Linked DNA regions of Zea mays: regions 1 and 3 are each linked to region 2. Evidence: chromatin contacts called from public Hi-C data. All regions are on one chromosome and are shown on one strand. The core of a region is the stretch at or near the end of the contact, and the rest is flanking DNA. Distances in the headings are between cores, read along the strand shown.

Region 1 (4,190 bases), core at 321-2,820, 390 kb before region 2:
TGCTTTTTCTTTAGTGTTTTATTAGTAGCTTGGTTGGTTCTCTTCTGAGACATTCATGTCTAGCAGTAGTGGCTTCTGATATTTGCTTGAGAGCTGATGTATCCAGCAGAGTTGATTACGGTGTTTTGTAAAACTTTATATGCTTTATTATGAGCAGAGTCTTCCTTTCTCTAAAAACAAAACAAATAGAAGTATAGGACCAATAAATACTACTTTAGCTCCAGAGACACCGCCAGCACAATTATAGAGTATAGACTACACATTTATATTTTCAAACTAAAACAAACTCTAGAAGTGTACCACCTGATTGTACAAAGATTTATGCCATGCAATTGAAAACAGATGAACACAAAACTGATGCTATAGCCAGTGTTCTTAAGGCGCCTAGGCGAGCAAGTGCACCAGACAACCGCCTTAGCGCCTAGGCGACCCCTAGGCGGGTAAGGCGAGCAAGGCGGCCAGTTTTTCCCGAGCGCCTGGACGCCTGGGCGTCACCTAGCGCGACAAGGCGACGCCTTAAGAACACTGGCTATAGAAAATTAGCAATGCAATTGTATGATCAAATATCTCCAACAGCAGAGCTTCATGGTGGCCGAGATAGATCGTTGCCTTTTCATTCAGACTTGAAAAACAGTGACGTATTCACATTCCAGCTCACAGATACTAGCTAAAAGGGTAGCTGTATCACTCTACGTGCAAAGGAAATACACAGTACATCAAATTTGCCTATTCCTAATTCTTGGTCAAGTTTCACCATCAAATATCTTGGGAACTCGGAACTGAAATTGCATCCAGACTCTGTTAAATGCATCTTAAAACGCTACATGTACTGCTATAAAATCTACGTCAATTCTCTAACAATGCAAGACCTGCAACTACATTGGTAGCAATCTAATCGACCTCCATTCCTCTACCGAGAGATTTTGATATTTGCCATCAGCAAGAAACAGGTTTGTAAAATTGCCATCAGGCCCACATTTCATAGACCCAGCTGGACCCACAATTCATAGACACAGTGGTAATTATAACAGGAAGACAACATTGTGAGTGGCAAAAATACAATTATCTCTTCCTCTACCATTACCAAAATAAACAGGAGAGGATAAAAAAACATTAGTCTCCAGTTTCCACAAAAAAATGAGTATTTAAATCTACTTACCTGGAGGCGGCTGTTTGCTCCCCTCTTTCCCACGGCGATCGAGTACACCGAGGGCCTCCGTCCCTTCCTCTGGCTCGGCAACCCTGTGCCTCAAAAAATCTGGTGGTCCCGAGACATCAGCGAAGGCCTCCAGCGCGGAGGGCAGCAAGGAGCCCCCGTCGCTGCCGCCGGCATCTCCCCCCTTAGGGTTTGGTCGGCGGCGGAGCTTGGGGGGCGGCTTTGGAGGAGCGGACTCCTCGTCTTCGTCCGATCCGGCTTCCTCGGCTGACGAATCACCAGACTCGCTCAGCTCGGTGCCAGCGCCGGCGCCGGCGGCGGGATCGTCGTCGTCCTCAGCGGAGGAGTAGCCCTGGAGAAGCGTTAAGCTCATTGTCTGGTTATTTTTTGGTTCTTTCCGTTCGGCTCAACTGCCTGCAAATCTAGTATAGCAATTTCATGCCGTATAATAGAGGGGTGTTTACGGGCTTAACTTTCAGCATTATCGGGCCCATACGTGGGCTGTATGGGCTTACTATTCGGATGGGTGAAAATATATGGGCTTACTATTGCAAAACATCTAGAATCTCCAGAGTCCAGACTGAAAGAAAAGGAAAAGAAAGTCTATTCTACGTCCCAAGTATCACTATGCTTGTTTTTATTTTTAAATTTTAAAATCAGACATCTCACGCTATAAATTATTTAAATAATTATTTACCCTGTTTTTTATAGTTTGGAGTGGTACTGAAGTTAGGTAAATATTTGATAAGGTTTTTAAACCCAAAAATGTCTATATATTTTTAACATTTTCCGATGAAAATCTAAATCTAGAAAAATAGAATTTTTAAAAAGGTAAGCTATGTTTTATGGTCTAAAAACATCATCAAGTATTTTCTGTTTTTTAAATAAAAAGACAAACTTACCTTTAAAACCATTTCAAACCAAGGTAAGAAGATAGTTTAAATGTGGTTATGAGAATTTAGAGGGTATAGAAACTCCAACAACATCCTCTCTCTCTCTCTCTCTCTATCTCTCATATATATATATATATATATATATATATATATATATATAGCTCTAGATTTTTGTATATATTTATTTATCATACACTCAAATATAAATAAATAGAGGAGAGGATATATAGTTTCTATATAGAGGATGAAGGAGTGTTCTCCGTATTTGGAGGACATTTTAGAGTACACTGCTGGTGTGTATAGAGGAGAAAAATCTTCTCTAAATACAAGGTAGGAAATTATTTAGAGGAGTTGTTGAAGACAACCTAAGATGTTTGATTTTGGATCAAGTTCATTGAAAGAGAAACATCAAACTACTACGATTGTTCATGCATGTAGGATCAAACGACTTGTTGCTGCAAAAGCAACCACACCTAAACAAGGAGGAATGTCAATAAACTATCTAGCTAAAGCAAAGAAAATCCTCAAAGAGATGCTTCTCCGAAGTCCAACCAGAAGAGTTGGAAAGAAAAAAAACAAATGCATTTCCAAACGACCGACCACGTTCTTAGGTCTACTGGTGGGTAGCGCACACGTGCGCCATTTCCCATGTGCCCGATCTTCCTTTTTGCCAACCTGACACACTTCATCATCAATGAGTCGTCGATCATGGCTGGTTAGCAGAATCCAGTAGCTAAACTTTCCCCACATTTTCCATGCACACAGTTCCCAACCGTATAGCGATCGAGCTCCAAACGACGACCCGGCCGTCACCTACGATTAGGTGTTTTTGTAGGCATTTCCTAGGCAGCGCCAGGTCGGGCAGTAGTTGTAGTTGACCCCGCCCGCCGTCGCGAGTGCGCTACCGATCGGCGCCCAAGGGTTGGTGTCGAGCACAGTCAGCACCTCGCGATGCTCCGGCGGCGATCTCATTGCTCACCGGGATCTCATTCTTTAGCGGCGGCGTCGTTGTCAGGCACCTGTCTTTACATACCTCAGAATTGTCTGAGATTTTTCAGTCCACGAGCTGAATGCGTGGAGTATATAGTAGTGGTGTGGCCGGGGCATCTCTTATGCTGCGTTTTTTTTTTCTTTTTCTCATCTGCTGTCACTCTCGTGGATGCTAATATAATGACTGCCAACCCCACACCAGAAATGGAGTCCGAATATGAACTCGTGAGGATATGCAACAACAACCGTCACTCTCTGAGAGTGCGATCGCGATCGTGACGGTTTAACCACTAGGAAAGAGACCGCGCGGGTCCATGCATGTGGATATGGACGGGTCGTCGTTATTGTTTATTTGGCGCTAATCAAGTAGTCAGAAAGAAACGGTTTTAGTTGGAGCAGCTGCAGGTTGGCAGTGCCAATCAGCTGATCTTAACTGGTCTCTTAAAAACAGGTAATAGGATTCGAACAGTTGACCTAGCGAGCTGAGAGTCATTTCGCTGTCGTCGTCGAATTATTCGCTGGCAGTATAACCTTGTTTGCTTGCTGCAGCTACTTTGATTGGACTCTCTTTTTTTTTGTCTGCTATGTTTGAGATTGAGATAGAGGTTCATGTGCTGATCTAATTTGCTTTGTCTAGCTATGTGTGTCTGTCGTCACGTAGATGGCCACGGTTTCTGAATACCAAATTGGCCGTACGCGCCGGTGAAGTCTGAAGTCTGAACGGCACTTATAAAACTGGACTACACGGAGTGCAATCAATAGCAATGAGCCAATGGCAATACCGCGCTCCAGTCTCCAACTCAATGACGGGTATTATATAATCACACGGACTATCTATACTACCTATTAAGGCTCTAAGGGGTAGGCTGCCTCCCCTGGTTCTGCCTTCAGCCAATCTGCACCGTCCATCTATATGCGTCAAATCATCACCGTTTGTCCCGTCGCCTCTGCTTCGAGCCTCCTCCATCCATCGATCGCAACTGCTCCTCTCTCCCGGCTCCCCACAGTCCCACGGCACATCCCTCGTTCCCCCCTGCTCCGCAAGCGAGCGCGGTTCCCTCCTGCTCCGCAAGCGAGCGCGGGCCGTGCGCGTCGCGACCACTTCCACCACCTCCTCCACTCCCCTCCCGCTCCCCTCCTCGATCTACTCT
Region 2 (3,836 bases), core at 522-3,021:
AAATATTTTAAAAAGGGATATAGAACAATGACATAGAGAATGCTAACGAAGACAGTCTAAGAGTGTGTTTGGTTTATCTGTGGTCTATAAAAAAGATGATGCGAGTTGTCTATTGTTAGAAAATAGTAGAAAGTTGTTTGGTTAAAACTGCCGTGAGTTGTCACTACGAACAAAATGTATAACTTTGTGTAGTTATATATCTTAGTCAATATATCTAATTAAAAAAAACCGATTTAACATTTTATGTTCCTAGTATTTTTACAACAAATCTGTTTACAATTCCACTTTAAATATTTTAATTAAAACTATTTTTATTTCAATCATTATAGGTTGATAGCAACAAAACCAAGGACATATCTGCTTTCAAATTTGTTCAGTACGTAAGCTGTCTTTTTTAAGTAGCTACAGAAAAACTAAACTCAGATTCAAAAAGCTAAACCAAACGTATCCTAAGACTTCAAGCAGCAATAGGAAAGAAGCACCCAAATTTAATGAGATTCCCAAATGTACCCGTTTATGGTTCCGTTTTTAGAAACTGGATTCATGGTTTCTAAGAAACCAAGAAGTTGGTATTTTCTAGCTAAAACCAATTTTTTGCTTGGCAAATTATGTACTACCCCTAGTTAATTTGGTGTAAATTACAATGATTGCCACTGCTCCTAGGTTTATGCGTATGTTCTCCTCACCGCTCACTCTACCCAATTTAAATGTTTAATTATTAATTAAATTTTTGAATAAAAAAAACAAATTCAAGCTATATCTAAAATTGGTAGCCAAGAAAAATAAAGGAAATAATTAAATCTTCTACTTTTAAAATAGAGCAAAGATAGACTTATCTTTGTGTAACAAAAAGTTAGTATTTGGTTTTCAAGATACTAGATTCCAAATATGCACAATCAGTTTTTTTCCATAAACCATTGTATACAAACCAATGATAGAAACCAGTTTCTTAGAAACTATGGTATTTTCAAACCGTCCATATTTTTCATAGCCATATAACACATCTCAACGCAATAGTACAAGAATCCATAGCCGGACCAAAAGGCCATGAAATCAAGAGCATTCAAAACATATTTAAGTCTAAGACGATGCACATATACAGTTCATGGTACCATGTTTAGAGTGTGTTTAGTTTAACTTTTGGCTTTAGCTTTTATTCTCTAAAAACCAAAAAGCCAAACCAAATGGTAAGATCCAGAAAACATCTTTTTTTTAAAAGCTGACTTTCTATTAGTGTAAAACTGAAAGCACCATTATACCTGTTTTTAGTGGCTTTCGGATGAAACCGTAAAACATATCGAATAACTTTTAATAGTTTTTAGTGGTTTTCATCAAACAGTTTTTAGTTTTTAACAGCTCACAACACACAACAGCATTTTCAACAGTTCATAGCACACAACAGTTTTTTTCACAGCCACAGTCCAACCAAACATACACTTAGGACTAGTTTGGTAACCCTAATTTTCTAAGGGATTTTTATTTTCCCAAGGGAAATTAGTTCATTTTCTCATGGAAAAATAGAAATCCCTTGAAAAATTAGGGTTCTTAAACTAGCCCTTAATTTGTCTATAAACTTCTCTAAAAAAAGAGAACTGATTGTGAAACGACTCACGCGGCCGACCCCTGGAGCGCGCCACCCGTCGGCTGCGCAGGTGCGGATCCCCAATCCAACGCCCGCGAGCGCGCGGTGCCGAGCCTCGGCTCCCGCCCTGGCGCTCTCAACCCCTGCCCTGAATTCTGAACGCGAGCGCGCGCAGCGCTGGGGCGCTCCGCGCTCCCGGTCTCGGACTCTAGGCTCGCTCCAGTTTCCGCCTGGCTCCACCAACAAAAACCAACGCTCCCCCTGCCCCCCTCTTTCCTCCCCAGACCCGCGCTCCCCTCCGTGGCGTGCAACGCGTTCCTCGGCTCCTGCAGGCGGCGACCTCGGAAAGGCGGGGGCGTCTCGTCGCGAGGTTCGCACTCCAAAGTCCAAACCCTGCTTCCCCTCCCTACCGTCCCGCACCGCACCGCCTCACTCGCGCTTTCCTTTCTGGCTGCCGAGTCCGCAGTCCACGCGCGTGAGGAGCGAGGATCCTGCTAGGTTTCCCTTGTTTTGGCACGCTTGGAAGGCTATAACGTTTGATTTGTCCCCGATAGCCGCCGGATTTGTCGGTGCTCGCGCCCCCCTCCCTTCCCCTGGTTAGATTGTAGTCGCGGCGTCTCTGCGCAAGAGTTATGGATCCGTGTCTTCTCCCGCTCTAAATTTTAGCCTTTAGGCATAAGGGTACTCATTTCGTTACGGTGCTATGACCTTGATTTAACAACATGGACTTCGCATTTTGATCTGTGAGCGAGATTGGGAGAATTACGTCATATAGAACCTTGGATTTTCTATTTGTTCGTTTGTGGCATGCATTGTCTGCTTCAAAAGGGCTTGGATTTGCCCCAAAATTTCAATTAGCACGCTGCGCATGTACTTGTTTCCCTCCTGTATTGGACGGATCCAGCTGTTTTTCTATGGGCAAAACCTAGCTATTTGTTTAGCCTACAGCCCTATACTATCCATCTTGGAATTTCACTTCTGCCGTTACTTCAACTGCTCTCATTGTTAGCTTATTAGGTCTTGTCTGTGGATTGACCAGGCATTTGAGGCCAGGATTTTTTGGTGCTCTCATTGTTAGCTGACTGGTGAGGGTCTGGATCTAGCAATGGCGGAAAACACCCACGGTAGTGGTCGCCACGTGCTTGGGGACTTGACAAATGTTATTTGCAAGCGAGCAGCCACATCAGATCTGGAGAAGAGTACAGGTGGGATAAAGATCAGACGGATTGAAAAGACTGGGACTAGGAAAGAGTACGATGCAAATGCAAAAGCTAGCAGTATTGGGAAAGGAATTGTATTTGGCCATTTGTTTGATGATGTTGCCAGAGAGAAATTTCAAAGCCATTCTATCTTTCAGAATAGTAGGGTTCAACACATAGCTGCCGAAGCAGCTGGACTCTTATCCAAGGAAGCCAATGACTCGAAGAACCACTATGCATCAATCGGTCCATTAGATCTCAGTGATAAGGAGCAGGATTCTTCACTTGAATCTGAAGACGACTATGATGATGAAGATAATGATGAGACGAATGGTGAATTGCTGCACCATTTTTTCAGCTCAGAGCTAGCTAATAAAATGTCAACAAATGATGGTGAGTGCTTGACTCAGGAGGAGATAGTTGGGTCATCTGGAAATCAGAAACCTCTGTCTTCATTGGATGCTACGACAGGTGGTGACTTGCCAATTTCTAGTGCTCAGCATGCTTCTGTGAGAACTGGTGGTTTGGAAGAAGCTGTTGCCCCAAAATCTTGTGCTTGTTCTTTCTGTCTCAAGGGTATGTGCACATTAATTTCTTCCTTTCTGATGCATTTGCTTATGTCAGCATGATGACATGCAAACATATACCTTACTTTTGTTTCTTTGCCCCTGAAATAGCTGCTTTTATGTGGATGGATCTCCATTATCAGGATGCAAGAAGCCGGCTTTCTGGTATGACTCCAAATTCATTTCCTTTATCATATTCATATAAGTAACTACATGTTTCTGATTTTATTTATGTGACTACATTTTACTGATGTCAATTCATCCGTGCCGGTTCCTTAGTATTGAAGAAAAGCATCAAGTTTGCCAGGTCATTGGAGGAAAAATGTAGAGGAAATGAATATGCGGCCAATGTAGCTGGATATGAATCAAAGCGAGCTGTGGGAGTGGAGTTTGAACTATCTCAACAACAGAGATCACTCTTTCTTTATACAGAAAATGCCCTTGTCCGTGAGTCAACGCAGCTTGTAAGTTGTTTTTGACTTTTTTCCA
Region 3 (4,130 bases), core at 857-3,356, 280 kb before region 2:
AGCCGGAAAAAATAAATAGGCGGCGTGTGCGTGTCATCAGCATCAGCCAGCAGCGATTTGTTTGGACAGGAGGTGTGATACGCGCGCAGGTACTGAATAAAAACTGCAGGCGAAACGAGAGCAGCAACTGTGGACGACACGGCCGAAATAGACAAGGGCGGGGCGGGGCGGGGGGTGGGCTTTGTTTTGTCGTAACGCACGTACCGAGCGATTCGAGCAGAAACTCCAAGGCCTTGCCCTTGTCCCACATGATGCTCGGACGGATCTCCAGAACCTGATGCACGCGCCAAAAGTTCCAGCAGTCTTGCTCAGTTTCTGATCTTCACTAGTAGTACTCACTAGCCAGCTAGCTAGTACTTGTATTATTAAGCAAGGACAAGGACAGCCAATCAGCTATGCCGTACATGTGTTTCCGGTCAAGTCTAGCTAATTACCTTCCTGCCTTGAGTGAGCTTTAGCTTGGGGTAGTCCTTGATCACTGCCTTGACCTGCTCGGCCAATGCGTTCCATCTCTGCAGCAAGGAAGAGACAAGTGTTAACTATAAGACAGGTACAGAGCTGGTGGGAATAAACTAGCCGCGCGCGCGTGGTCGATGCAACTTGGCATCCAAAGATGGGGGGTACCTTTTCATCTACACATCTGAAGTGCACGGACAGGCAGAACTTGTTGTTCTCCACCTTGGCGCCAGGCGTGGACTTCGTCTTCTCCACCAGCGCCTTGTACACCTGACGGGAAAAAATGCGGATTCACCGCGCGCGTGCGCGGCCATTATTGTTAATCTCCTCGTGCATCGGCTGGACTTCACAAGCTAAGCGCAAGTGGACAAGTGTGCTTCTACTTCTAATCGACGACTCTAGCAAGCAGCACGCAGCGTACCTCGTCGATCACGGGGAGGAACTCGCTCGCAGGTTGGCACAGAACTGACTCGGGCTGGAGAGGGTTGGAATGAGAGGGCAAGATTTGATTACACGACAGTCATGGAGAGCTAGTCTCCGACCAACTCAATCAATCGAAGGAGATAAGAGCTCTAGCGTGCGAGCGTACATTGGAGCTTGGTCCTTCGATGTCCATGCCATGGCTGCCGGCGTAGTAGAGCTCCGACAGGTCGACGAAGCTGCGCACCTGTGCACGCGCGCGCCAGAACGAAGAAGAAAGCCAACAAATCAGCCAATGGCCTATGCACGCACCCAAGCGCACGCGCGAGCTTGTCAAGTGTTTGCGGCGCTGAGACGAGTGGCGCAGGCAATGTACCTTGTCGCGGCAGCGCCCGCTCACGATCGCCGTCGGGAAGTGCTTCGCGACGTCGCGCACCGCCGCTCTCATCTGCGGACCAGTACAGCGCAAGGGGGGAAACGTCAGTCGAGGTCGAGGGTGAGCCGAGCGTGAGCTTTCGTCCGGCCGCCATGAAAAGGTTGTATGTGCCGGGGAGAGCAGCAGGATCGGAGGCCTCACCACGTCGCTCATGTAGGCGGCGTCCGGGTCGGCGACGATGGGGGCGAGCGTGCCGTCGTAGTCTAGGAACATGACGACCTTCTTCCCCTGGGACGCGCTGGCAATCTGCTCGAACTTCCCGAGCGCCGACGGGTGCTTCCTCTGCGAGAGAAACAGGGTTAGCATCGTACCTGGAGGCAACAAGCCATGCACGCGCGCGCGCGCGTGCAAGCTCCCGACGCGTGTCAAGAAGACGAGAGGCAAAGTGGAGTCACCATCCAGGCCGTGAGCTCGTCGACGTCGGCGGCGGCGCGGGAGCGGGTGGGCGAGGAGGCGCGCATGGCCTCGACCCAGGTGCAGCTGGCCGAGCGCGCCGCCGCCGCTGCCAGGTCGAGGTACCGCAGGGACATGGCGCCGGCCGCCGCGCCCCGGCAGGCCAGGAGGGCCGGGCTCGAGCCCGGCAGCGCGGTCCCGGCCGCAATGCCCATCTCCGACACGACCACGTCCTGGTTCGTCATGTGCTTCCGCTTCACCAGCGGCCCCAGGCAGCAGGGCAGGCTCGTGGGAGGCAAACCCGGCGACTTTCTCGATCGTCCCAACACGAAGCACTTGGACGGGACGAACGCAGTTAGCCTCAGGGACCTGGGGGAGTGTGCGGGCTTCTCAGGGCTTGAGATGTGGGCGGATGCGATGCGAGTTGGGAGTAGTAGGAGTGCGGCGTACTTATAGCTCGGGGGTGGGCCCAGAGGGCCTGCCACGTAGTATCCCGAGTGGAGCCGACGTCTGGGCCGGGGGTGGTCGCCGGGCTGCTTAGTAGGCCGCAGCCGCATTGGTGCATGATGGCCCGCCTCCCTCGCCGAATTGATTTGTTTCGTAGCATGCAACGGCAACTGGGCATGGGCGAAGGTAGGTGTAGGTCTACATGTGCATGAACATAGTGTCAAGAAACACTACGGCTAATACATAAGCATAAAGAGATTCTACTTTTCTACCACTCTCGTAATAACCAACAAAAGAGGAGTTTCTCTATTATTGTCTTGTATCTCTCTTTATGCTCATGCCGTCCCGTAAAAGGAATCGAGAATCTCACGTCTCTATTACTGATTACAGGGTTCCGTAACCTGAATCTGCAATATACAATGATATCGTTACTCAGTACATCGTCGATACTACTCTATTGTTGCAGATCTAACCTACACAACTCTTTATCAAAATGGCAGATTTTCGGCCTTGTCAAATTGTCATACATGATAGGCTTTGTTTTCATCAACCAAATCAAAAAGCATGGTATGTCGTTCTTGATCCACTAGAAACTTCTGATATAGTAGATTTGGTCCATCTAGAATAAATTCACTAGGACTGCTCCAACCCCTCCCTCACGGCTGATGGACAACCAACGGTGTCGAACATCGGCTGATTGTTGACTAGTCGTGGTTGACAGTGATGCAGCCATGACTAGTTGCGACCGGCTGCCGCTAACCATAGCCTGGTACGACTGGATGTAATCGGCTGGCCCGTTGTTGGATGAGTTTTAGTTTCCCGGTGGGCGACATGGTGTGTGACAACTTTTACGAAGCACTGTCAAATTTTACGAAAGGAGACAGGCGGAGAAGATAGGACAACAACGCCTGAGCACCCCTACGTGTGATAGCGCATTAGCCTACGCCGCAATATACTCCTATGCACTCCTCCGACTAGACGAGTCAAGGGCACGACAAGCCAGGAGATCTACACGACGAGGAGAAGATATCCATTATCCACGGACCGACGCTCCACTTACTCCATATCTAGGCCCACTTGTTGGGGCTCGGGCACTATGTACATGCCTCCCTTGGGCTATAAAAGGGAAGGCACACATAAGGTAATAGACAACCTCACAAGAACACACAGAGACTCCTATGCAATAAAACACACGGAGACTCCTAGACAATACAACTTACAACGGATGTACGGTCCAAACCCCGCACACAAACAAATCTAACACTCTGTGTGTCCTTGAGTTCATCCTACTAGCGCCAAATCCTACACCGTCGGTCCTCGTCTTAGTCCGACATTTAACGCGCCAGGTAGAGGCGGGGCGCTTAGCCTGGCCCCTTGCTGATGACATCCCACTCATCCATCGACAAGCTCGGTAGAGGTGGATTCACCAACATTTGGCGAAAGGCGAAAAAGCAACGCCTCAAGATGCTTGCCATCGTTCTTAGGTGGCACCTCAACAGTCGTGCCAACACCATCAGGCAGAAAGCGGGGGAAACCTCAAGCATGATGCTTGGGGTTACCGCTGTTGGCGCTCCTCTAGGCCTTGTGATGCCCAGGGTCACAAGCGTCAAACCCCAACAGAGCACAGTGGTATTCGAGGTGGCCACTGCCATCCGGAAGCCAAGCACGAACGAGGTCGTCGCCGACGATCGGCAGATATGCTCCATAGTAGATGGAGTCGTCTCCTCCGCCCAGGGAGATGACTTCTTCTACATGCCAATGGGTTTCAGGAAGCCATAATAACAATGGCTACGCATTTGTTAACAAATTCTTCGCAACCTACACTTATACCCTACTCTGACTAAACGGGTCAAGGGCACGACAAGCTAAGAGATCTATACGACGAGGAGAAGATATCCGTTCTCCACGGACCGACGCTCCACTTACTCTATATCTAGCAATAGATTACGAGGCCCACTTGTTGGCGCTCAGTCACCAT

What was found. A called contact is a pair of places that touch in the nucleus more often than the background predicts.
Region 1: a contact with region 2 is called in a Hi-C map of leaf, with 6 times the contacts expected there. The contact joins the promoter of LOC100280116 here to the promoter of LOC100276322 in region 2. A contact is called at or near these places in 2 of 25 Hi-C or Micro-C datasets (ear and leaf).
Region 3: a contact with region 2 is called in a Hi-C map of leaf, with 8 times the contacts expected there. The contact joins the promoter of LOC100381600 here to the promoter of LOC100276322 in region 2. A contact is called at or near these places in 5 of 25 Hi-C or Micro-C datasets (bundle sheath, ear, endosperm and 1 more).

Annotation. Positions count from the first base shown.
Region 1 is chr4:185,723,928-185,728,117 of Zm-B73-REFERENCE-NAM-5.0, forward strand. It overlaps LOC100280116, which reads right to left and starts at 1,571. Exons shown (of 3, transcript NM_001153052.1): 1 at 1,160-1,571. The coding sequence starts at 1,529.
Region 2 is chr4:186,109,190-186,113,025 of Zm-B73-REFERENCE-NAM-5.0, forward strand. It overlaps LOC100276322, which reads left to right and starts at 1,772. Exons shown (of 5, transcript NM_001406012.1): 1 at 1,772-1,952; 2 at 2,600-3,357; 3 at 3,459-3,512; 4 at 3,627-3,811. The coding sequence starts at 2,688.
Region 3 is chr4:185,829,299-185,833,428 of Zm-B73-REFERENCE-NAM-5.0, forward strand. LOC100381600 (trehalose-6-phosphate phosphatase4) reads right to left here and starts at 2,107. Exons shown (of 9, transcript NM_001174419.1): 1 at 1,708-2,107; 2 at 1,454-1,594; 3 at 1,253-1,324; 4 at 1,046-1,123; 5 at 878-931; 6 at 625-726; 7 at 435-512; 8 at 205-274. The coding sequence starts at 1,950.